Linked DNA regions of Sus scrofa: all the other regions are linked to region 1. The links are chromatin contacts, called in public HiChIP or PLAC-seq maps. All regions are on one chromosome and are shown on one strand. Each heading gives the region's core, a stretch centred on a gene start, on an enhancer-like site or on the middle of the called end of the contact. The rest is flanking DNA. Distances are from core to core; before and after follow the strand shown.

Region 1 (2,581 bases), core at 47-2,546:
AATTCTTGCAACAACCCTGTGTGAGACAAGTATCATTCTTCCCACTGTTCAGATGAGAAAACTGGACCTTAGCAGTTAATGAGCCCAAGGCATCACAATTAGTAAGGTGCAGAGCCAGGTTCAAATTCAAGCATGCCTAACTCAAAAACCTGTGTTCTCTAGGATCTAGAGTCTAAGTTATCTACAAACATTTGTGGGATGGAAAAAGAGAGAGAGAGAAAAGAAAGATAATTATTATGGTGGTGGTAAAGTTCTAAAGAAGGCTGAGGGTGCCTCAGAAAAATAACTTAGGGAAACAGTGGGGAAGCCCCAGTGAGGGATGAGATGAGGTCTCACCGAAGAAGCAGTAGACGACTCCAAACAGACAGCACATGATGCAGACGAGGGCCGGCAGTGCCTGGTACCTGCGTTCCAGGGGCTGTTCACAGGGTGCACCCCAGAAGGCATCATCTGGCTCGGGGGGCAGCAGCTGGAACCGCAGTGTCGCCGCAGTGCCTGGCATAGTGCTGGGAACAGAGGGAGTCACCCTCCCAGGTCAGCCTGACAGAGAGGAAGTTGGGGTCAAAGAGGAGTCCTGGGTCTCTACCACGATGGAGTGAGAATGGGAGTGGGAGAACTAGGCAAGGACACAGTGGACAAAGGAGTGGTGCTCACATCACACAGCTCTGGAAGCATCCCTGAAGTAAGGGGCAAAAGACAAAGGGAAACAAAAGTGCCCGGCTAGAGGGAGCTGGGATGAAGTTAAAAGGGTAACTGGGTTGTGGGGAGATGAGGTCAGTGTGCTGCCAGTGAGAAGCAGGCGGCTAGAAGACTGGTCTGTGGGCGGCTAAATCTGGGATTGTCCAAGATCTACCTGGGCCGGAGGCGACCTGAGCTTCAGAGCGAAAGAGGCTGTGCAGAAGCCGGCGTGTCCGGGGTTGCAGGGTGCCAGGGGCTCCAGCCGACTTGGGTCCGGTAAAAGTCCGCCGTGAGGGGAAGGGGGCCGCTGGGCCGGAGGGACCGGTCCCTGCGCGGCAGCGTCGCCGCTCCGCCTCCAAAACCGGCTAGCACTCCAGGTCCGCGGCGTTCGGGGACTCGGGCTGGGCCTGGGAAAGGGAAAGGAGCGGGAGCAGGGGCTTGGGCTGCCCCAGAGCCGCGGCCCCATGCCCTGAGCCCGCCCGCGGCCTGTGGTGCTGATGGACAGCTCCGGCCTCTGCTCCTGACGTCACTCAGGGCGCACCATCCAGGCAGGGGCGGGCTGCTTCTGACGTCACCCGAGACGCACCAACCACGCCGAGAGGAGGTTAGGCGACTCCGCCCCCGGCGTCTGCCTCTCCCGCACTGAGGAGGGGGCACTTCCGGGGGTCCTTCCCCTTTAACCTCCCCCTTTTCCTCCCTCTCCGGTAGCTGGAGCCCGAGACCACACCCCGGGGGCGGGGCCCTCCCAGTGACACGTCGGACAGCGACGGCCCCCGCTAAGGCTCCCGAGCCCAGCGCCGGGACGGTGAGCGGTACCGAGCTGCGGCTGGAAGGGGATCAGAACGCAGCGCTGGGGATTCGACTGGCACCGCGGGCTCTGCTCGGCGCGGAGTGGGGGGGCCCGCCTGCTTGCCCTGGGCCCTCTGGATCCGCCCCCTCCCCAGTCCCGCCCCCTCGGAGCCTCCTCTAGCTGCTCTGGGGCTGCTCCGAGGCCCGGGGCCCGCGGTCCTGGCGCCATGCGGGCATCGCTGCTGTTGTCGGTGCTGCGGCCCGCAGGGCCAGTGGCCGTGGGCATCTCCCTGGGCTTCACTCTGAGCCTGCTCAGCGTCACCTGGGTGGAGGAGCCGTGCGGCCCAGGCCCGCCCCAACCCGGAGATTCTGAGCTGCCGCCGCGCGGCAACACAAACGCGGCACGCCGGCCCAACTCGGTGCAACCTGGAGCAGAGCGCGAGAAGCCCGGGGCCGGCGCAGGAGCCGTGGAGAACTGGGAGCCGCGCGTATTGCCCTATCACCCCGCACAGCCTGGCCAGGCCGCCAAAAAGGCCGTCAGGTAGGGATCAGACTCGCCAGCCCCACCCCCTGTGAACCGGCCTGGACAGGCGCGCCGTGGAGGCCGACAGGGGCTGGGTCAGGCTCCGGAAGGAAGGGGCTGGCTAGCCAGGAAGTCTTTGGGCCCTGATAATTTCCGATAGCCCTGCTTCTCGGGGAGGTGTGGAGCCCATCTGAGGCCTCCCTGGGCCTCATCCAGGCCTGGGCAGAACTTGCCCACCTCTGTCCTAAACCTGCTTGACACCACGGGCCCCCAGAGATCCTCAGTTCCCTGGCTCGGTGATGGGTGTAGACTGGTATAGAGAGAGGGAAAGAGAAAAGAGAGAACTAGGATTTACCTCTCTTATTCCTGTGTGGAGACCTGGATGGGGAGGTATTGAGGTTCCTGGGGGAAGGGTGATATACCCATCCCATTAATGCCTCTGCCTGTGAGTTGAACTAATTTCTCCTAAGTAACACTGAGTTCAATTTCCAGTTCTGCAACTTACCTTCTGTGTTGTGGAAGGTAAGATCCTGGAACCCCTGAGCTCCCCAAACACATTCACTACATGTCTATGCTATTCATTCCTTTACA
Region 2 (2,581 bases), core at 59-2,558, 120 kb after region 1:
CACCAGACTGTGACCTCCCTGGGATTAAGAACTGTGTCTATTTTATCCACCTCTGTGTTCCCAGGCCCCAGCCCCAGCCTGACCCATGTAGGTGCTCACTTAACATTTGTGACCTGGGTGGAAGGACAGGGACTCTGTTCTCTTGGGCCACCAAAAGCAGGACCCATGAGTCCTTGCTCTATACTTGCTGCCTTTATGTACTGGGAGCCTGGTGGAGCCCACCATTTAGTCCTCCCAAGCTTGCTGAGAGCTGCACCCCCCAGGCACTCTCCCCCTTCCTCTAGCTTATCCGGTCCCCCTGTACAGCCTCAGCCAGGCCCAGGGGCCAAGATCCCCTCTCCACCCCCAGCCCCAGGGCCTCATCACAGATGGGCTGAGAGTCTCTCTCTGACTGCACTTGGGCCTCCTCTCTCCACCTACATACCTGACTCCCAGCAACATCACCCCAGCATCTTAAGATGCTTTTTAAAAGGCACCTGGTCCTCCCAGGTCTCGCCTTTCCTCCTCATGATGTCTGCAAGAAGATTCCTCCTCTGCAGACTGCGAGCAAAGGGAAAGGCCAGGCGTCCCTCCCCTTCGGGGAACACAGCAACAACCCTCCTCTCCCTGGGTGCTGACAACTGGATCCAGTCCTAGGCCTAGCCTCCCACGCCCCAGCCCATGGAGAGGGGGTTTCGGGTCCTCACTTGGCCTTGAGCCGCTGCAGGTCGTCCAGCAGGTTGTCCCGCTCGACGTCGACGCGGGCGCGCTGGTTGGTGAGCACCTCCACCTGGCGCCGCAGCTCGCGCAGCTCCTCCTCGTAGATCTCGGCCACCCGGGTCGGCTCGCGGCCCTTGAGCCGGTTCACCTCGGCGGCGAGCGCCGCGTTCTGCTGCTCCAGGAAGCGCACCTTCTCGATGTAGTTGGCAAAGCGATCATTGAGCTCCTGCAACTCCACTTTCTCGTTGGTGCGCGTGGTCAGGAACTCCTGGTTGACGGCGTCTGCCAGCGAGAAGTCCAGCAGCTCGCCCGCGCCGTAGGATGAGGAGGGCACGCGGGTGGCCCCCAGCCGGCTGGCCCGCAGCGGCCCCAGGCCCCCGGCCCCGCCCGACGTGCGCGACACCTGGTACACTCGGGAGGTCACCGAGCTCGAGGAGCCCTTGGTGCCGAAGCCCGCGCGCGGGAACACGGGCGAGCTCAGCGGCGAGCCGAGCGGGAAGCTCGGGGCCCCGCCGAAGGTGCGGCGGTAAGAGGACACGCGCTGGCTGGACGAGTAGGCCTGGCTCATGGTGGCGGCGCGGGCTTGGCTGGGCGGCGCGGAGGAGGAGGCGGCGGCGGCGGCGGGCGGCCGGCTGGAGAGTAGATGCGGCGAGGGGAGACAGGGCCCCCAGCCGACGGCACTATTTGTATCCCTCCTGACATCAGCCCCCGCCGCCCCTCCCCTGACAGCTGCAGGATCCCGCTGTCCTGCCAGGAAAGGGCGGCCTCTGGCGTGGGGGCGGGGAGGCCAGCTCCCCCGCAAGAGGCCTGTGCCCCCTCGGCCGGCGGGTAGGGGGGCCCCTGAAGGGTGTGGGAGAGAACGATGGACCTAGAAGGGCAGAAGATGGGCAGGCCAGCCAAGCGCTTGGCCAGGGCTCAAGCACGTCTGGCACCCCAAGGGGGGCCCCCTCTCAGCCTTTGGGGTGCCGGCTTCCTCCTGGGGGTGATCGGGGAGAGGCTAATGTTTACTTACAGGGACTCGTTTTTGCTCCCAGGAGAGATTTTGGGTCATGTCGAGCAAGGCCTGTTTCTAAAGAAAGGCTCCAAATCACCCGTTTTTTCTCAAGATTCTCTGAATGTGGCAAGCACTTAGGAGGGCTCAGGCAAAGACCAGGAGTCCAGAAGCCAGGCTGAGAGGAGGAGGGTCTCTGGACAGGTGGAAAGGCTGGGAGGGCTTCCCGGGGACAAGGAGCAATGGGAGCCAGACCTGCCTGCTGGGTTATGTCTGCTAGCACTGGGGTGCCAGCTTCCTTCCAGCCTCAGTTTCCCTCTGGGCTTGGGCCTCAAGCTTATAAACAACAGTGATTTCCAGAAAGGGGCTAGAAGGCTCTCAGTTTCCAATGATGACAATTATAACTGTATACTCTCACCCCCATGCCACTAACTTTGCCTGGCTTCCTCCCCTCGAGCCCACCTCCCGCCTCTGATTCATGCCCCTCCTCACACCACCCACACCCGCACCCACCGAGGGGTTTGTGTTTTGTCAGGAGCCTCATGTCAACCCAGCCATCTCCCTGGCAGCAACAGCTGCCAACCCGAAATACCAGAGCTGGTATTTATAGAGGAGAATGCATCAGGCCGGGAAAAAAAGCGCACCGGAGAGGCGCTCTGGGGGTGGGGGCCGGGTACCTGAGTGTCAGATGGTGGAGGAAGGCTGGGGTGATGAGCCCCAGTTGCTTTGCACCCCCATAATGCTCCATGCCCCCAGCAGCAATGGAGCCCCAGAAGGGCTGACCAGTCTTCCACAGGCTCCTTAGGACAAGGTGCTGGCTGACCCTAAGGACATTCCCACTTCTCCACGAATCCTGGCTGTCTCTGGACACCTCCACCTGGCACTCTGCAG
Region 3 (2,581 bases), core at 29-2,528, 85 kb after region 1:
CCTCCCCTGCAACTGGCCAGGGGCCCAGCCTCACTGAGCTGGCTCCTATCCGACTGCCAAATACAGACATGAGCCTGCCACAGCCCCCTGGCCCCTCCTCCTGGTCCCCCACCCCAAGCCCCTTTGGCCCTGTACCCCGGCTGGGCTGCCCCCCAACTCACCCCGAGACTCTGCACGCAGACCCCGGCCTGCACTTGTCCTGAAGAATCTGTCCTGGCACCGGGCCCTCCTGCCGCCTGCCCACTGCCCACCCCGCCCGGCTCCCCAGGGAGCAGGAGCCCAGCCTGCCCAGCCCCACTTACTCTGCTGACCCTGCCGAGGCGCTGCACGAGGTCCTGGGGGAGGGGAGGGAGCCTGAGGAGGGGGAGGGAGGGGGTGGGGGCTGGCCAGGCCTGGACCGGCTGGGTGGCAGGCAGGCAGCTGGCTGGGGAGGTGGTTCCTGCGGAGACCACAAGCCGCCTGGGCCCTGGAGTGAAGGGGAGGAGAGGGGAGGGGCAGAGCGCGCCGCGCGCCGGCTGGATTTAGCCACCCTGCTCATTCCCAAACCGCGGGATCTGCCTTTTCTCTCCTTACAGCTTCTGGACCCTGACAAATGCAAAGCCACCTCAACGGCGCCTCGACTCAAAGGGCGGGGGCCTCGGTGCCCAGGGGAAGATGGGGATGGCATTGCACTGCAGCAGCCAAGATGCCTGTGCTGCCCCATTTGTTTCGGCATGTCCAGCAGAGGAGGTACGATGGCAAACAGCCCCCATGATGCCCCTTTCCCTGAACAAACAGCCAAGATCCCTGACGCTGGAATCCACTGACAAGCCTCAAATACTACAGAGTCAGGCCGCACCCAGTCTTCCCTTGTGCTGCGAATCAGTTGTCAGGACCTTTGGCCTCCTTCGCAGAGATGCCCGCTCAACTTGCAGGGCCCAGAATCCCCCCTCCACCTTCCTGTTCCTGCCATGGCAGGTCTGGCCTCGCAGCCACGTGGGGAACCGGACCTGCACCCAACCCCTCTCTTACAGGCTCTGTTGGCAATGGTCCCTCACCCTGTCAGCGCCACCAGGGCCAACAGTCAGGAGGACAGAGGCTGTCCACCCCCCACACTCTGACCCCTCACAACCAGCACCCATCTGGACTGGGTGGGGAAGGCGCCGGGAGACAGCAGCAGAGCTGCAGAGCTGTTGAGGAGAGGTCACATGGCCTTCTCCCACCTTCTATCACGCCCGCCTGGGGCCACATTCCCAAGCAGTGACCTGTGTTCCTCAGCATGGCCAGTGAAGGAGGAAGGTCCACCATTCAGACTGGCTTGAGGTGGGGGTGGAGAGGGAAGTCAGGATGGCACATGGCAAGCACCTGCTCGGGGTCTGGCCACTAGCCGATGCTGAGATCACCGGCATGGCCCCTGGAGGCAAATGTGCCCTCCCCGCTGTGGAGTGTGGTGACGTCTGGGGTCACCTCCAGGTTGGATGGACAATGCTGAGGCAGCGCAAGGGCCCAGGGAGGGCCTGCAGAGATTAAAGCTGGAAGGGCGGAGTTTGCAGGGAGACTGAGACCCCTGGTGGTGGCTGGGGGAATAGCACCCTAGGGACACCCTGTGACAAAGGGATTTGGAGGTTCCTTAGGTTCCTTAGAGAGGGGGGCTGACAGAGCAGCCCAGGAAGAACACTCAGGACTAGGTCTTTTCAAAACAAGGCAGCGGCCCCTCACCCCTGTGTACCCCCAGAACTGCATGGCCAAGGAGGCTGATCAATGATCTGTCACCAGCTGTGGTCTTTGAACCACCAGCATCAGGGCCGCTTGGGAGACTGTTTAAACTATAAATTTCTGAGAGTTCCCACTGTGGTGCAGTGGGTTAAGAATCTGAATGCAGCGGCTCAGATCCCTGCGGAGGTGCCGGTTTGATCCCTGGCCTGGTGCAGCGGGTTAAAGGATTGGGCATTACCACAGCTGAGGTGTAGGTCACAGCTGCGGACTGGATTCAATCCCTGGCGGCCATAAAAAAAAAAAAAAAAAAAAAAAGTGTCTGGGCCTTACTCACACCTGAAGAATTAGATTTCTTGAAACAGGGGTTAGGAAACTGCTTTGTTAGAATGCGTTCCCCAACAGGTGATTTTTTTTTTTTTTTTTTTAGGGCCACGCCTGTGGCACGCCTGAGGTTCCCAGGTTAGGGGTCAAATTGGAGCTGCAGCTGCTGGCCTACACCACAGCCACAGCAATGCCAGATCCAAGCCACATCTTCGACCTATGCCCCCTTGCCACAATGCCGGAACCTTAGCCCGAGACCAGGGATGGAACCTGCATCCTCATGGATGCTAGTTGGGTTCTTAATGGGAACTTCCCATGGCGATTCTTACACACGCAAAGGTTTGGTGGCAAGAGGTGGTATCACCAAGTTCCATCTCACTTGACCACCAAACTTCGAGGCCGGGCTCTGAACCGTGGAGGTCTGGCTCCACAGCCCACGTGCTTCCCACTGCACCACCTGGCCTCCCACCTGGCACAAGGTCCCTGCCTCAGGGCAGGGCTTCTCAGAGTCCACCCTGCACCAGAATCACGTGGAGGGCCCCTTAAACCACAGCTCACTGGGCCC
Region 4 (2,581 bases), core at 32-2,531, 76 kb before region 1:
TCTCCCCTGTGTCTCGGGCCCCCGCTCCCCTGACAGGCAGACAGGTGATGGGTGAGTGAGGCAGGATGACTTAACATGGCATGGTGGCCCAGCACAGCGTCCAGCACAGCGTCCAGCATAAGATGGCACCGGGTGACCAAGCCAGTGGTGAGCACGGTGATGGTGGCAATGAAGATGATGGTGGTGAGGCGGCCACGCTAGGGGTCCCCAGGCTACCCACACTCAAAGTCCCGCTCGCTGTAGCTGCGGCTGGGCTTCTCAGGGTCCCAGGCCGGAGGCTTGCTGATGAGGTCCCCAAACCTGCTCACGGCCAAGGTCTTCCCCAAGTCATCATCCTCCTCCTCCATGTCTGGACTCAGAGGGGGCTCCTCCAAGGGCACCCGGACCTGCAGACTCAGACAGCTTTCCTAAGCACCCTTGACCCATGATCACCCCACACCCACCCCAATTCAAGCCCCGGCAGATTCCATCTTCCATTCCCTGTGGCCCAAGAAGGGGTCAACCTCCCAGGCTTCTTGGGTTTCCCAGGAAGAGAAGGGGCAACAGCTCCGAAAAATAACCTGTAAGACCCCCTCTTTCCCCATATCCCAAGCCTAGCTCCATCCCTGTGTCTGGGGTCCCAGGACTGATCAGAAGACACCCCCCCCACCCCGCCCCGCTTCCTCCTTGAGGTCCCTCCCCCTCCTCCGACCCTGCGAGCCTCAGTCACCTGGGGTAGGGGGAGGCGCCCCCGGGCGGCGGGATCACTCCGTTGGCCATGTCCGGAGAGGTGGCTTGGAAGGCTCTGACTCACTGAACGACCCGTGGCCCGGGTGAGAAGAAGGGGGCGCTGCGGGGACCTAGTGGGAAACCCTGGAGAGGGAAGGCGGGGTCAGAAGCCTCGCGCCGCCGCCCCCACCCCCTCCCCGGAGCCCGATGCCCGATGCCCGATGCCCCTCCAGCCCGCCCGAGCACCCTTAGAGGCCCCGCTACGCCCGAAACACCCAGGGCCCAGCCCGGGCCGCCGCGCGCCGCCCCGCCCTGCGGTACCTCTGGGCTCCGGGCCTGCCGGGCCCGGGCCGGCCGCCGCGCCCCATCTCCCTCCTGCGCTCGCTCCGGGGCCTGTCGCCGCGCAGGGTGGACGGCCGGGAGGCGCCCGCGGCCGCGGAGAGCCTGGCGGGCCGGGCGGACGCAGGCGCCGGAGCCCGCAGCCCCGCGGCTCCACCTCCTCGCGCTCAGCTCTGCAGCTCCGCCGCCGCCGCCGCCGCCGCCGCCGCGGGGCCGCACAATGGGAGCGGGCGGGCGGTGACTCACCCCGCACCCGCCGGCCCGGCCCCCACGCGCGGGCCCCCGCAGGACCCCACCTGCTCCCCCAGCCCCTTCTCCCGCACCCCACGCGTTGCCGGGGGCGGGGGCGCCGCTCCCCACGCCCACAATCCCGAGATTCACGCACCACCTTGCTTTTCGCCTCCTCTCCCTGCAAGAGCCCTGGAAGCGACCCCTCCGCAGACGCCAGCCCCTCCAACGTCGGAAACTGAGCTTCGCAGAGCCGGGGAAGCACCCACCACCTGTTCTGTCGATCCCGACAGAGCCCCAGATGCCGGCCTTCTGCCACTAGGCACCGCCCAACGTTTGACCTTGGCAGTTACCTCCCCTCCCTGGGCCTCGGTTTCCCCTTCGTAGCCAGCGGGGCCTGGGCATCGGAGTGTTCGAAAGTTCCGTCGAGCTGTAGGATTCTGTGGCTCAGTTTCCAGACCCCCTCTCTCCCTCTTCCACTCCCTGAGGTCACAGCCCCTTTTCCAAGCGGAAAGGTCTTTGAAAGGAAGGACTGAATCCCAGTTTGACCCTCTGGGGTCTGGCTGAAACCGGACACCTAGCACAATGCCGTGTCCCTAACAGTCCCTCCATGATATTTGTTGAAGCCACGTCCCTGAATCCTTAGGCGAACTTAGGAGGATGTGGGGGGAGAACCCAGGATGCAGCTGAAGACAGGGAGGGTGGAACTGGCCAGGCCCAGGAGAGGGAAACCAAGCCTGCCCCAGGCACAGGGTGATGGACTCTGTGTGGGGGAAGAGGTTTAACCCTGTGACCTTGGAAATGTAATTTACCCTCTCCCGGCCCTGCCCTCACCTGGGTCTCAGCTCAACCCAAAGGCACATTTTTCTTTGCCTCTCTTATGACTACATCATTTCTCACCGTCTCCATCCTTGAATCCTAGAATTAACAACCACAATCATTTCATTACCTTAAATTTAGATACAAACCCCTCGGATATTTGTATTCTCATGAGCACACAACAGCCCTCCTCGGCATAGAGCATCTTGATCATATTTGACAGGTGAGAAAAACAAGGTTCCGAAAGTTTAAATGACTTGCCCAATGTCCAAGGCTTGTGGGAAGGCGGCATGGCTGAGAATCAAACCCAAGGGCTTCTGGCTTCATGTCTAATGTTTATCTGCATGTGCTACAGGGACCCCCCCCACCCCCCCACCTTGGTTGCCTGCCCACTGCTGTGAAACCTTCCCTGCCATGAGCACAGGCTGAAACATACGCCTCACTTCCCAGGTGAACTTTTTAAGGAGACTGCATCTTTGCTACTATA

Evidence for each region. HiChIP or PLAC-seq counts read pairs in DNA pulled down with a chosen protein or histone mark.
Region 2: an H3K27ac HiChIP or PLAC-seq map of skeletal muscle shows a contact between it and region 1. The contact joins the promoter of DES here to the promoter of CHPF in region 1. A contact is called at or near these places in 1 of 5 promoter capture datasets (fetal skeletal muscle), 5 of 47 Hi-C or Micro-C datasets (heart right ventricle, omental adipose tissue, skeletal muscle and 1 more) and 1 of 2 datasets of contacts at active chromatin or transcription factors (skeletal muscle).
Region 3: an H3K27ac HiChIP or PLAC-seq map of skeletal muscle shows a contact between it and region 1. The contact joins the enhancer-like site here to the promoter of CHPF in region 1. A contact is called at or near these places in 7 of 47 Hi-C or Micro-C datasets (embryonic fibroblasts, fetal skeletal muscle, heart right ventricle and 4 more) and 1 of 2 datasets of contacts at active chromatin or transcription factors (skeletal muscle).
Region 4: an H3K27ac HiChIP or PLAC-seq map of skeletal muscle shows a contact between it and region 1. The contact joins the promoter of SLC4A3 here to the promoter of CHPF in region 1. A contact is called at or near these places in 2 of 47 Hi-C or Micro-C datasets (skeletal muscle and subcutaneous adipose tissue) and 1 of 2 datasets of contacts at active chromatin or transcription factors (skeletal muscle).

What each region holds. Positions count from the first base shown.
Region 1 is chr15:121,552,305-121,554,885 of Sscrofa11.1, reverse strand. CHPF (chondroitin sulfate synthase 2) reads left to right here and starts at 1,296. Exons shown (of 4, transcript XM_003359649.4): 1 at 1,296-2,008. The coding sequence starts at 1,695. TMEM198 (transmembrane protein 198) reads right to left here and starts at 1,200. Exons shown (of 5, transcript XM_021076309.1): 1 at 854-1,200; 2 at 337-540. The coding sequence starts at 502.
Region 2 is chr15:121,427,329-121,429,909 of Sscrofa11.1, reverse strand. It overlaps DES (desmin), which reads right to left and starts at 1,308. Exons shown (of 9, transcript NM_001001535.1): 1 at 687-1,308. The coding sequence starts at 1,267.
Region 3 is chr15:121,467,423-121,470,003 of Sscrofa11.1, reverse strand. All of the region lies in intron 6 of SPEG (striated muscle preferentially expressed protein kinase), which reads right to left. Among named protein-coding and RNA genes, the nearest start is that of SPEG, 25 kb to the right of the region's middle. Within about 2 kb of position 1,278, at least 20 of the 83 cell types and tissues checked have an H3K27ac peak or open chromatin away from gene starts, as enhancers often do. A contact at or near this core is called in skeletal muscle, where this site is marked.
Region 4 is chr15:121,628,494-121,631,074 of Sscrofa11.1, reverse strand. SLC4A3 (anion exchange protein 3) reads right to left here and starts at 1,281. Exons shown (of 25, transcript XM_021075196.1): 1 at 1,030-1,281; 2 at 710-852; 3 at 221-386. The coding sequence starts at 347.